Linked DNA regions of Mus musculus: regions 1 and 2 are each linked to region 3. Evidence: chromatin contacts called from public Hi-C and HiChIP or PLAC-seq data. All regions are on one chromosome and are shown on one strand. The core of a region is the stretch at or near the end of the contact, and the rest is flanking DNA. Distances in the headings are between cores, read along the strand shown.

Region 1 (4,553 bases), core at 2,015-4,514, 420 kb after region 3:
GTACCCACGAAGTGTCTAGATACACAACTGTCCAAAAGTTTTCCAGTGTCTCCATCATCCTCTGGCTGGTACTATCCGTTAGCCCAGGAGTGCCATGCTTGTGTGTTGGATGCTTTGCTATTAGTCTTTCAGAATCATTCTATTAGATGATTCATTCTCCATTCACAGGCAACAACTCTTCTTTCTCACCACTTTGGACTGTGTGTGTGTGTGTGTGTGTGTGTGTGTGTGTGTGTGTGTGTGTGTGCAGGGGACTGGCGTGCTACGAGAGGACAGTGAGCACCTCTTCAGTAGCCTCTTCTTCCACCTTTTTTCGAGACAGGGTGTCTCTTTTTGTTGTTCCCCACTGTAAATACCAGCTAGCTGGCCTGCAAGCTTCAGGGAGGGGCTTCTCCACTCCTACGTCAGCACATTGATGTGCGAGGATTACAGATCGATGCTATCACTTGTAGCCTCGCACGGTTCTGAGTATTTGAACTCAAGTCTTCCCACTTGCTCTAAAAGCAAGTGTGCACTCACTAATCTATCCCTCACTTTTCACTTTCATTTTTAAAATCTTGTTTTCCATGGTAACCTTGCATTCAACAAGGACCTTTAACATCTCACCGCTCTTGGCCTTCCTTATTGGACCTAATGGGGTTAAGGATGCTTAGAAAATTCTTCTCAAACAAGGATTTCCAAGGCTAGGAAAGCATTGATGGTGAATGCTACAGAAAGCAGTAATAGGTATTTCAGCATCATTGCTGGCCCATGTAATGTTTCTTTTTCACTGATGGATTCAGTTTTATTTAAAGACAATGGATTCAATTTTAAAGACATTAATCCATAGAGTAAAGTTGGTAAACAGAATGACATATGTAACCAGTCTTCTGTCTTCACAGGTTTATTGGTGGGTTAAAGTGAATGCTGTCCAAACTGTGAGGTGATATTGAAATCTTTCCACAGTTTCACACTGAGACGCAATAATACAGGTCTTTGTTGTGTAGAGCAGAACTGCCAACTCTAAGTTGGATTTCCTGGAAGGTGGGAGAGAGAGGGTCCTGACTCATAGGCGTGTAGCCTCACTCACAGCAGGAGGGTGAGTAGAAGCAAAATTCCTATTAGGGATAGCTTAAATGGGAACACATTTCATTTTGCAGAAAACACCTTCTAGAACTTGCTTAATAGAGGGCACCTTTGCAGTCAATCACTTCACAAAAGTTTCAAATTGGATCAAAAAAGAAGGGGGCACAGGCTAAGGTTGGGGTTACAGGTCGTGTATTACATCTCCAAGTGCCTATATAATTACACTGTGGTGGTTTTTAGTTGAAAGCTTGTAGATCATAAATAGAGGACTCGTTTACTGGTTCTTGTGAAGCATTGTGGGAAGGAGGACACACGGGTGCTGGCACATGCTCCTGCCAAGCATAGGATAACGAACTTTTATGCAGAGGTTTCAGTCACACAAGAGCTACGATACGGAAGGGTCCAAGAGACAACCCGAAGGACGTCAGAATGGGAAAATTTCCAGGCAAACTCGTTTTGGCACACAACAACTGTAGACACTTCGTCAGAGTTTTAAAAGCCACTTCCTCCTTACACTTCACTTCCACTCTGGAAGCCCAGCTGGGCATTTTCCCTGCTGAGTGGGAGGGTAAAGCAGAGCTCAAGATTAGCTCAGGCTTTAGGCAAAACTGTAATGTAGGTTGTGCCCTGTGTGTTGTTTCTGTGCTTTGACCTGTCTGCACCACCAGGCACGTCACCTCTCCTGATAAACCTACCCCACAGAAATAGCTCCCTGCTCTTTAAACAGAGCCCCCGGTATGATTTCTCTCTTTCTCTTGGTGCCATCTAGAAAGTAATGATTCTAATATTTACTTAACTCAGGACCTTGACTTATGGACATTAATGTGTGCTAATATTTCTAGAGTTCCTGTCTTCTAATAGCATTTCTTGAAAATGGTATTTATTTTTTAAAAGATAAATAAACCCAAGATGAGATTGATGGAAAATATTTGTTCCTCTAGGAAGATTCACAACCCCCCCCACCCCACCCCACCCCATCTCCTGGGTTAGAGGCTGCCACCAAAGCTGGCCGGTGAGTGTATCCTGTCAGGCACTTGCCACCCGTCAATGAGATCACTTGGGAAACTGTCCCCTCTTCTAGTTCAGTGGTGAGCCCTGTGTGCAGCCTCATGTGTATTAATGTACACATACCATTATACACTAATTCACGATGGTTAGCTCTTTGATCGATTGCTGAAAGGATCTTAGTAAATACTTTTGAAAAACATGAGAACAATGTTAAAGATCTCAGGAACTATAGGAATATGATGGGTTAGGAGAAAGCCAGATAGCAATTAAAGGCCAGATGGCGTTTCCTGATGTCTCCTACTTAGTTATTTTAGAAGCCTCAAAAGTCTTGCTGATGGACTTCTGAAATTACTGCTCGAAAATAAGAGATTCCAAGAATCCCTTAAGTGTGTCTGAAGTTCTCTCAGCATCAGAGGTAGATGATTAAGGAACATAACCTTGATCTGTTCTGGACATAAGCACTTTCAATACACAGAAAATATTCCTCAAGCGCTCTGGCGTCTCTGTTTTATCCAGTGACAGGGTCTGTGCTTTATAAGTTGAAATAATACTTTTTACCAAAAATGGTGCATAAAACAGAAACAAAAATAAAATATCCCCATGGCCACAACCATCGCCCAAGTCTTCAAGAAGGAAAAGCCAGAGAAAAGCATTTCAGTGGTACCTTAGGAATACAAAATATAGGAGTTTTGGCTCAGTGTACTATAGGTACTATCCCACTGTAAGGACAGTGGTAGGGCTCAGAGAGTTAGGTGAACTTGGAGGAAGTAGATTAGAATACGAGTGGATAAAAACTCAGCCTTCCAGAGCATGGAGGGTAGGCTTGTGGGTTAACACAAGAAGGAAAGGAAACCTGTCCTCTACCAAAGAGGATGCTGTTGACCACTCCCAAGGAGTCCTGGGGAATTCCTAGTGAGGTTTGCAGTTTGTGCAGAGCGTCTCTCCGTAACAGAGGTCAGCAGTGTAAGTGTAGCTAAGGTCTGTGTTGCTAAGTAAATTCCCTTCAGTCACTTTCTGTCCCCACCCTTGTTTTTTTCTTCCTTTTTATCACTTCCTCTATCTTTTTCTCTCTTTGGCTTCTCTCTTGGCTTTTCCAGTGCTTCAGTTGATAACTATCTACGGAAGTGGTATACTACAAATAACATAGTGCATAAAACCAGTCAAAACCTCTTAACGGTAACTCTCTTTCAGTACATGCTTCACACATACACTGTGCAGCCTGCTTTCATGTCAGCTTGACACAGCGAGAGTCATCTGAAAGAAGGGAGCCTCAATTGAGAAAAATTGTTCCATAAGCTCCATCTCGGTAAACAAGGCTGGAGGGAGTTTTCTTATTTAGTGATTGATGGCAGAGGGTCCAACCTATTGTGTGTGTTCAACTCATGGACCAGTGATCTTGCTATGGGGATGGAAGGGATCAGGATGAGCAAGCCATGAGGGACAAGCCAGTAAATAGCACTCCTTCATGGCTTCTTCACCAGTGCGCTCACCTTTGGGTTCCTGCCCTGCCTGAGTTCCTGCCCCGACTTCCCTTGATGATGGACTATGAAGAGGAAGTAAATAAATAAATAAATGTATAAATTTTAAAAAATAATAAAAAGGAAATAAACTCTTTTCTTCCAAAGTGATTTATGTTCATAACATTTTTTATTTTATTTTATTTTTTATGTTTTATTTTTTTGGTTTTTCGAGACAGGGTTTCTCTGTGTAGCTCTGGCTGTCCTGGAACTCACTCTGTAGACCAGGCTGGCCTCAAACTCAGAAATTTGCCTGCCTCTGCCTCCCAAGTGCTGGGATTAAAGGTGTGCGCCACCATGCCTGGCCCAGCATTTTAACACAATAGAAACCCTAATACACACACACACACACACACACACACACACATACACACACACACACACAGATACACCAATCACTTAATTTCCCCTAAGACTTTTACACTCTAGTAATTTCATGTCCGTGTCATTAGAATTAGTAAACAAATTCAGGTTAATCGATCTGACAGTGAAAAATTACTAGAATACAGAGCATGAATTTTAAGTTACACAGTCTGGTTTCAGAGCCTGTACCCCTTTTTTTCTTTTATATCTTGGGAGATAACAGAAACAAAGTAGGTAAAAAACAAATTATTTTTGTGGTGCCAGGGAGTGGAACCCAGGCCTTGATACATGCTAGGCAGAAACTCTACTGGTAAGTCTCATACCCAGCATTCAATGGTGTATTTATTGTTTGCCTTGGATCATAATGACACAATGTTTTCATTATGGTGCACACGTCTCTGCTTGCCTGAGAGCATTGGCGTTAAAACTATAAGATATGCATGAGAAGCCAAAAGCTAAGCATGCAAAGATTTCCATACCAAGCAGCTTCATGCTGCATTTCTTACACTGGTCTGGGCTGTAGACAGAATGCCTACATTTCTGGTCTGGATAGGTCATCCATCCATTGTCAGCATTCTTGAACTGGACTCTAGGTCCCAA
Region 2 (4,171 bases), core at 153-2,652, 320 kb after region 3:
ATAAAGTACATATGATAACTTTTAAAATCAAAGTACAATTTCATTATTTAAACACACACACAAAGATGAAGGCCTTGTGGAACTGGTGCTGGAGAAAAATGGACTGCCATGCATAAAGTGTTTATTTGCTGGAAGTGAGTAAGATAACTGTAATAAATTCCACATCCTAGCCAACTTCTCTGATGAAATAAGTTTATCAGGCTGAACACTACAAAAGATCATATTCCTTGTCCACAGGCCTAGAAAAAAAAACAGCCTTTTTTTTTTTTTATGGCAAATATATGAGCACAACAGAAGGGAATGTCCAGCAGACATCTCCCAAAGACAAATTATTCTGGTCTAATGAAAGTTTTCAGAATTTCAGAGGATATTCATGAGTAGTGCTGTCAGATTTTGAAAGTGTAAAGGAATTGGTGACTCTATTTATGTAAGAGTAGAATGCTGTGCTACAGTTTGGCCCAATTCTTCCTACAATGAAGTCAGTGAGTAACGACATGGCTTAGTGATCGTATGAGCACTCCAGGGAAGAGCCAAGCTTAACACTGTTGAATAAAATTCACATTAAACTTAGCATAAATTCACATTACCATTAGGGGTCACCAACCAGGTCACAGACTGACTTTCTGTAATAATATTTGTCAGAATACTTTTGTTCTCTGGTTTGGATAGAAATCGCCACTGCAATGTAGTGTTTGCCCTCATTTCTCCCGAATTATTTTTCCTGTTCAGTAAGAAAAACCCCTAAAAACATCACTTGGTTTACAAGTGCTTTCAAAGAAAGGTCTTGTTACTTTCAATAATCTAGGCTTTGAGGACTTACATGAGTCCTCAAGGCTCTTATGATGGAAAATTGATTTTCTCAAATTTCCCAACAATGATCATAGTGACATTTTCCCAAATAGCACCAAGAGATAACCAAATTCCTCGTGGGGCAATTTTGAGTGGGCACAAGAAGAAAAAGTAAATGAATGGTGTCTAGAATACACAGAAGTAAATCCCAGTAGCTCTCATGTTACACTCTTCTGGCATGCATGGGTCCCATGGTTAACTTGTGTAACTCTAGTCCTTCAAATACAGTTTGAAGTTTCATTACCAAAGTGCAACCAGAGAGTAGTCATGAAGTATGCTCCATGAGACGTCTTTAATACACAACTCACAATATGAAATAAATAGAAGAAGTGTCATCATGTCACAACTACTGAAGACCAGCCACTGCATGGTTATGCTAAGTTTGGGCAGACAGCCAAGCGCCTGGTTATGATATCTCCCCTCGTCTCCCAGTGATCAGCCCACAGGCACTCAATGTATCATCAAAAAAGGAAACTGGGCAAGAGGGGTGAACGAGCCAGGAAATGACAAGTGTGAGCACTGCGTGTGACATTGCAATAGACCATAAGCAGAGTTACAGGAGAGCTGCTATGGGGATGCTGACACTGCCACCACGGAGCACCACTCCAGATGCAGCCTGGGCAGCTCGAGGATGGTGAACTCACTAACACGAGTGAAGTTAAGGATCATGTGACAATGGGAATGTCCCTGAGGATGTGACTCTGGAAAACAAATGGCAAAACAAACAAAAAAACAAACAATAGCAAACTCCAACAACAAAAACATCAAATAAAAAAAACCACATCACAGAATTCTGAACCCTGAAACAGAGTATAAAGCTGCCAGCTGCAGGCTAATAGGAACTAAGAAGGGAGCCTGACAGTTTACCAGGGGATGTCTGCTCTGTTTCCAAAGCCACAGAGCAAGACAAAAAGCATCAAGCTATATTTAACATGACATTTAAAATACTGACGTTTTAGCAGTCTGATCTGCCATGTAATACTTTCAACATTAGTATTATTTTTGTTTTCTAATACAGCTATAGTAGGGAAGTTTTAATATTTTCAAAGGTTTGGGTTTTTTGTTTGTTTGGTTTGTTTGGTTTTTGGTTTTTGGGGTTTTTTTGTTTGTTTGTTTTTTTGTTTTTTTTTTCTGTATTTTTAATTTTTGTACAGGCTCTTACTATGTCGCTCTGGTGTTTGTTCTGTAATGCTAAGATCACAGGACCATACCACCAATGCGGCTTTTTTTGATAACATGTTTTGAAGGCCACTGTATGATGGTAATTTTCCTATCTATTATCAAGACTGTTTGCAGAGCTCGGCTTTCACAGTCAGGTTCATGGCCATGCTGCTGAGTGCATACTAAAGATCATCTATCAATATAGGACAAGGGTTAAAAGAAAAGAAAACAAAGAATGGACAGCCAGTGTTTTATGTAGAGCTGGGCCTTAAGCCTGAAAGAGCTACAGTACAATGCAGTACTTGAAAGCACCTATCAGCTATCAAAATGTAGGAAAGAACTTATATTGTCACAGTATAGATGAAGAACCCCCCAAATCAGCCAGGAGCCAATAGCATGACTAACTCTTGAGTTGATCCAAGATAATTGGTCTATCTTCAGGTTTCTATTGCTGTGATAAACACCATGGCCAAAAGCAGCTTACAGAGCAAAGGGTTTATTTCAGCTTAGAGCTCTCAGGTCAGACTCCATCACTGAGGAAAGGCTACAAGTGTCCTGAGCCGTGCTTCAAGACACAGCTTTCTGTAAACCAACTGTCCTCAAAGGTGTAGGCTTCTTCTTGCAGCATGGTCACAGATTCACATGCACAGCCAGAGAGATCACCGAGAGAAATGTCCTGTGGTCCAGTACAGACCAGAATGAACGGCAAAAATGAACTAGAAATCCAGAAAGGAAAAGTCTTCGTTCTTTGTTAACATAATTGACTGCCATGTGGTGGCCTCAAAGTCAATAGGCTGGGCACAAAGTCAATGGGCATGGGCACATCCACACCTCAAGCCTTCCGCTCAGTGCCCAGCAGTCCCTGTTGGTACGGGTAGAATAAATCATCACTCGAGACCAACATTCTGCTCTATTATTAACAGTTTCATAGGCTCAAAGTGGTGAACTAGATACCCATCCATCCTTCCCGCAGACATTCAAGACAAGCAGACAATCTACTGGTTAACAGCACTGTCTAAATCGGGGATTACCAGGAAACAGTTGGGTAGCTGTGGACAAACTTCTTGTCTCTTTCTACAAAATTGGAACAATAGCCACAGCACTGGCAGAGGCCCTGTGGGAAATAAATGGTTTCAGTGGAGAGAACTTGGCACCGTGAGTGACTGCTCCTCAGAGCAAGAGCTCCTCAAATATTCAGCTGCTATTATAACTACTTAACTTTTAATGTGAGGCCAGGCCAGGTGAGTCAAGCCCAGAGGCTTGTCTTCTACACACCTCTCTCTCTTCTCTCTCTCTCTCTCTCTCTCTCTCTCTCTCTCTCTCTCTCTCTCTCTCTCCTTCCCTCCCTCCCTCAGGCTCTTCCCATGTTTAACATGAACCAATATCAAACATTTCCCATAAATATTTCTTTAGGTTCATATACATACTCTTTAAAATGCAACTGGTTTAATAAAAATACTAAAATGAGTATCCAATATAACTATAATACAACACAAAGAAATTTTTTACCCACATATCAAATTAGCAGAAGGTTTTTTAGAAGTATAACAGTGCCAGGCCCTTGAGATAAATGACGGACAGCGGGACTCGTCAGAGGTAGCTGGAATTGACAGGGTGGATCTGGAATACATGTTGGCAGAGTTTATCTGCAGGCTTAAAATATCCCTGCTGTCCAAAATCTCATACACTTTTATCAGTTTCACGGTATCAAAATTTGGAAACTTCCTTAATACCCATTAAGATGAAAGTTCAATAAAACATTACACAGCCATGGCAGGAGAGTACAAGGAGCCATGACAACCAACACGCTGAAGACACCAGGACACGGGGATGTACAAATGCATAAGCTGCATGAGCCAATTTACCGTTTCCTTTTACAGAAGAAAAACACCAAACAAAGAAACAAAGACAGAAATGGAAGATGGAAGGGAAAAAAAATCCTTACTTCTAGATATGTGGCCAACAGATGATCTGATAACTTCTTACATAATGAATTCCATAGTCAGAAAAATAATCATTAGCCTTATTCTTTATAAATATGGATGATCATAAAGAGATTCATTTCTGATCCACTCCACTGAGGATGGTGTTGCTAATGATAATGTCATAAGCAGAAAACTTCTGTCAACCCAAATTCAACAGCGCTGCTCTGAAATCACTG
Region 3 (4,583 bases), core at 1,028-3,527:
ATGCAAGTTGTATTCTCTTTGTATCAACAAAATGGAACCTATACCTAGTGAAGCACCCACTACAAATGAATGAATTGGGTCAAGTGTAGTAGTGCACCTCTGTAATTCAAACATTCAGAAGGCAGAAGTAGGAGTACTACAAATTAAGTAACCTATGGCCTGCGGCTCTGTGGTGTTTTCTGGGCTAGCCAGCAATATGCTTAATACTAGACTGTGCTCTCTTGGTGACTGAATCTACCACCCCGCACACACCCACTTGAAATGTTTTTTTAAAATACATTTGACCCTGCAGAAATGCAGAGTGCATGTATAGAGTGATGTGGAAAACTCACTTGACATGAGTTCGAGAGATCTGTGTTCTCAAACCTGCCACTAATGAGCACTGTAGGACACATAGCTAGACCTCACTATAATTTCCTCAATATGTGTACAAAATCCATGTACAGAGCTTCGGGATGACCTACATGGTAATACATGAACTTTAAGTTCCATGTCTCTCCTAACACACGAAGCTTTTTCTCTGGTGTCTAATGGGGTCTGGGATGCTGGAAGCAGCATGCCAGCAGCTTTACTGTTCTGCCTTGGGTGGAGGTAGGCAAGGCACCCAGTTTTGAATCTGCCATGCAGTCCCCAGATGTTAGTAGAAATGGAGTTGTTATTGATGAGACTTAATTACTTAAATATTGTTGACATATATTGAGCAAAACTTTGAAGACCCAGCTCTGAAAAGTGTGAATCCTTTACTTACAAGAGAACATAAATTCATACATAGCCAGAAAGATGGAACTCAATTTGAGCATCAGAAAATCACTCGTCGTTTCCAGTGACTCGCTAGTTATTGACTCTGATGCCATTCCCAGTACTCAGTTATTCAGGTGGTAATACTGTACTACCCGGGCCCTGTCTCATCCTTTCTTATACCTATGGCCACATCACTGTCTGTTAAACTTTGTGAAACTTTGCTTTGCGGGGCGTAAATATAGAAAGACAGGATGAAACCACAGTACAAGGTACTTTTAGAATGTGTCAGAAAGAAGGGGAACGTGTCCACCGCCTAGAATCGGCAAGATTTTTCTTGTCAACTGAGAAGACCTACCGTAGTCAGTTTGTCTTTCCATGGAATGTGGTGACTAAAGATTTTTAACTCCACAATGGTGGTATGATGATAGTTAGTACTTAATGACACTTAGAGGGCTTTTCTTTTTGTGAGGTTTTAAAATTTTGATTGTGACCCCATTGAATTAAGGACAGTTATTAGCCCCAAACACCTGATTTAAAAAAAAAATGTAGGTCAATTAAACGATAAAGACAGAAAAAAACAGAATTCTTTCTACTTAAGCACTTTGGACATTACTGTTTCATTTTTCCAAGCAGATCTGTCAACTTTTAGCCCTCATTGGGTTTGCTGTAATCCTAGCATCCTGGAGACTAAGGTGGGAGGGGGTTGCCTTGAACTTTAGGGAAGCCTGGTCTATCTAATAAGTGCCAAGCTAGCCAGGGATATGTTCAAAATCTCCATCAGAGTAGTTTCTTTGCAATTTGTAATATAGTTCCAGGAATTAATGGCAGGCAGCCTGTTTGTACAGGGAGATCTTTAAATGTGATCCATACAGCCCTAACTGGATCTGTTTCCCATGTTTGGAACTGTAGCTCTATAACTCCAGCAAAGTCTCCCAGAATCATAAATCTGGCTCCTTCATTCCTTTCTCTTTTCATTCAGCATCTGACTTGTTTTAGTTCACGGGAGACCAACCAAAGGCAATGAGATTTCAAATACAGCCATAATGATTTCAATGCAACTGAATTTCCCAGTTGGAATGTAAATTCCCGATTCTAGTAGCCTCGTGGGGTGCAGTCCAAGTACAGTGCTGTTTTCCCAAAGAATACTCTTCCACATTTGGGGAGCACTTTGGAAAACAAAGCCGTCTCTTTCTGCCACCGTCTTAATGTGGCTCCAGGAGTAAGCTGGCATTATCACCCTCAGATGATGCACTTCACGTGTGCTATGGTTATTGTCGAGTGTGAAAGCCAGCCCTGTGGACTTGTTCCAGTGCCTGAGGAATTTTGTGTGTTCAATTAAAAGTCTAAAGAGAAGTGACTAATGTGCTTTGGATGGCAAAGTCTTTCTTTCCTCACACATCCGCTTGTTTGAGTGGGGGAAGAAAGGCTTGATTTCCTCCCGAGCTGTTTGAGTTTGTGCCCCACATGCCCTGCCTCTCACTTACTTTGCTTTGGTTGGTGTGGCTGAGTACTGTTTTGTCACAGAGGACTATGTATTTGACTCACCCTTACTGTCCTCAGGTCTTCCATCTTAGTAGATTGTCCCTGAGGGGGTGACCCTGTACATAGGCCTCTGTGCATAGCTGTGTTTTCTGGATTTAATATCAAGGCAAAGTGTGGGGCAAGTGAGACCTTTAGCTCTCCATTCATTACCTCTCTAACACGGTCTTAGCTCTTATTCCATACCTTTGTCAGGTATGAATAATCTGCAGGGTCTATGATTTCTTCTAGATCTGATACTAGGTTTAGGTGAAATGATAATAACAATAATAGATTTAGCTGTGTAAGTTCATTCGGGGGCGCTGACACAGAGTTCCCATGGGACTATATTATACATTGCCTTGCACCTAGTCTGTAACTTGTTACTTCTTTGCTTTCTCCTAATAAGCTGACATCTAGAACTTGACTGTTACTCCTGTCTGCATGTGGACCTGAATTCTCCTCCTGTACCTGGCCTTTAGCAGCCATGCCTTTGGTCTCTAATGTGTCTTTATCAGGGTCATCTGAAGAGACTTTCAAAAGAGCAATACTTAGTAGAATGCTGTTACCTCAGGGCTCACCAGTGAAAATCAATAAGTTAAAACAATGCTAATCCACAAGTGTCCCTCCTAATTGGGACCCTGGACTGACAAAGATGCTTCTTCTTCTCAACACCATTATTTTCTATAAAACTGTTAGTGTAGGCTATGTGGCGAAACTACCCTTTTAGGTCTGAGTGTCTTCTTTAGAGTTAACCCAGCCCAGTTCACATCTGTATGTAGAAACACATGGTCCCACAGTTAGTAAACTGCAGTTCAAGAGGAGATGAGTCCTTGTGTCTGTGGCTGGATTCTCTGAAATCTTGTTATCTCAGGAAGTCAGATGATGTTTCACAAACCACTTGGCCTTTTCTTTTCCTAACACAATTTTCTTTTCACCGTTGGACCCTGTGCTTTGCACTTCTTACCACACGTTTTAGATTTTTTTTAGCAAAGGGAAATGAGTATGTTTTGGGGATCCCCACCTGTGAAGTAGCAGTGGCACTGGGGAGTTGAGCAGAAATCCCTCCAGAGTGACAGGAGGGATAAGCAAAGCTGAGGCTTATGAAAGTGCAACAGACATTATTTGATGTTCATTGCAAATCCAGGTTGGGCTTCTTTCACCTTGTCTGAAGCTTTGAGTTTTAAGGCTATCTAGTCATTAAACTTACTTGAATTATTCCTAACTAAATTGTAGCAAATTTTTTTATTAAAGCTTTTATATTTAAAGAGCTTACATATATATTTCCATTGGCCCATGCTAAGCTAAGAAGCAAAGAACCAGTAGTCTAAGCCTGAGTACCTATGATGAAAGCTATTCTGCTCTTGAACCTGGGACTAGGTCTAAATTATAAGAAGGCCTTTTCTCTGATTGTGGAGTCCATACTTTCGATAGTGCTTAGAGGCATGCTTACCGGGTGTTTTGAGGCAGTGCTGTGAAACCAGTAATTGCTGCCTTAAGCCTGTCCCCACACAGCCATTTGTGTTGCAGTACTGAGATACTGATACACGGCCAAAAAGAAGTCCATACTCTATTTTGGTGGAATTGTAGTAATTTTCCTATGTGTTTGGAGTATGAATCAACCTCTTCATTTCAGATATCTATGATTTCCAGGGCAAAAAAAAAAAATCTCTAATTTGTAGTCCTCTTTTGTCAAGGCTATATCTAAAATCACTATAGAGCTAGATTAAAATTTTCAATTAGACTTAGAGGAGTATTTATACCAGCAGTGAGTTTCACACACTTAGAGCTGTTCTTACTAGATTTTTCTCTTGCTCTTTTTTTTTATACTGTACATATATTTTTGTTTTTGTTTAGTTGGTTGGTTGGTTGGTTGGTTTTTCAAGACAAAGATTCACTGGTTGTTCTAAAACTCACTCTGTAGAGCAGGTTGACCTCAACTTTAAACATCCTTTGGCCTCTGCCTCCCAAGTCATTTCCTGACCTAGTCTTCCCTTTTCTTTGTCAAAAATGATTTCTGTGCCTACTATTAGGAGATTGAATGACTACTAACGTTTTTCCTGTCCAAAACCTTAGCTCAGTCACTGGCATAAAAAAAAAAAGAAAAAAGAAAAAAAGCACCAATCATGAAACTTGATTGCTTTTACTTTTATAAATCTATTTATTTTAGATGTATGGATGTTTTGCCTCCTTGTGTAAGTATTTTATGTTCAAGTATGTCTGCATATTACATGTGTGCTAGTGTTCTCCGAGGCCCAAGGACAGTATTGAATTCCCTGGGACTGGAGTTCCAGAGGGTTATTATTTGCCACATGGGCGCTGGG

The links. A called contact is a pair of places that touch in the nucleus more often than the background predicts. HiChIP or PLAC-seq counts read pairs in DNA pulled down with a chosen protein or histone mark.
Region 1: a Hi-C map of Th1 cells shows a contact between it and region 3, with 5 times the contacts expected there. The contact joins two enhancer-like sites. A contact is called at or near these places in 1 of 39 promoter capture datasets (cranial neural crest), 2 of 484 Hi-C or Micro-C datasets (Th1 cells and spermatogonial stem cells) and 1 of 115 datasets of contacts at active chromatin or transcription factors (CD8 T cells).
Region 2: a BATF HiChIP or PLAC-seq map of CD8 T cells shows a contact between it and region 3, with 5 read pairs. The contact joins two enhancer-like sites. A contact is called at or near these places in 2 of 484 Hi-C or Micro-C datasets (the C2C12 cell line and nephron progenitors) and 1 of 115 datasets of contacts at active chromatin or transcription factors (CD8 T cells).

The regions. Positions count from the first base shown.
Region 1 is chr16:49,789,667-49,794,219 of GRCm38.p6, reverse strand. No RefSeq gene overlaps it. Among named protein-coding and RNA genes, the nearest start is that of Gm16619, 8.6 kb to the left of the region's middle. Within about 2 kb of position 3,264, at least 98 of the 459 cell types and tissues checked have an H3K27ac peak or open chromatin away from gene starts, as enhancers often do. A contact at or near this core is called in CD8 T cells and Th1 cells, where this site is marked.
Region 2 is chr16:49,885,527-49,889,697 of GRCm38.p6, reverse strand. All of the region lies in intron 3 of Cd47 (CD47 antigen (Rh-related antigen, integrin-associated signal transducer)), which reads right to left. Among named protein-coding and RNA genes, the nearest start is that of Cd47, 32 kb to the right of the region's middle. Within about 2 kb of position 1,402, at least 80 of the 459 cell types and tissues checked have an H3K27ac peak or open chromatin away from gene starts, as enhancers often do. A contact at or near this core is called in CD8 T cells, where this site is marked.
Region 3 is chr16:50,203,650-50,208,232 of GRCm38.p6, reverse strand. The region is part of intron 14 of Bbx (bobby sox HMG box containing); the gene reads left to right. Among named protein-coding and RNA genes, the nearest start is that of Gm4827, 130 kb to the right of the region's middle. Within about 2 kb of position 2,277, at least 29 of the 459 cell types and tissues checked have an H3K27ac peak or open chromatin away from gene starts, as enhancers often do. A contact at or near this core is called in CD8 T cells and Th1 cells, where this site is marked.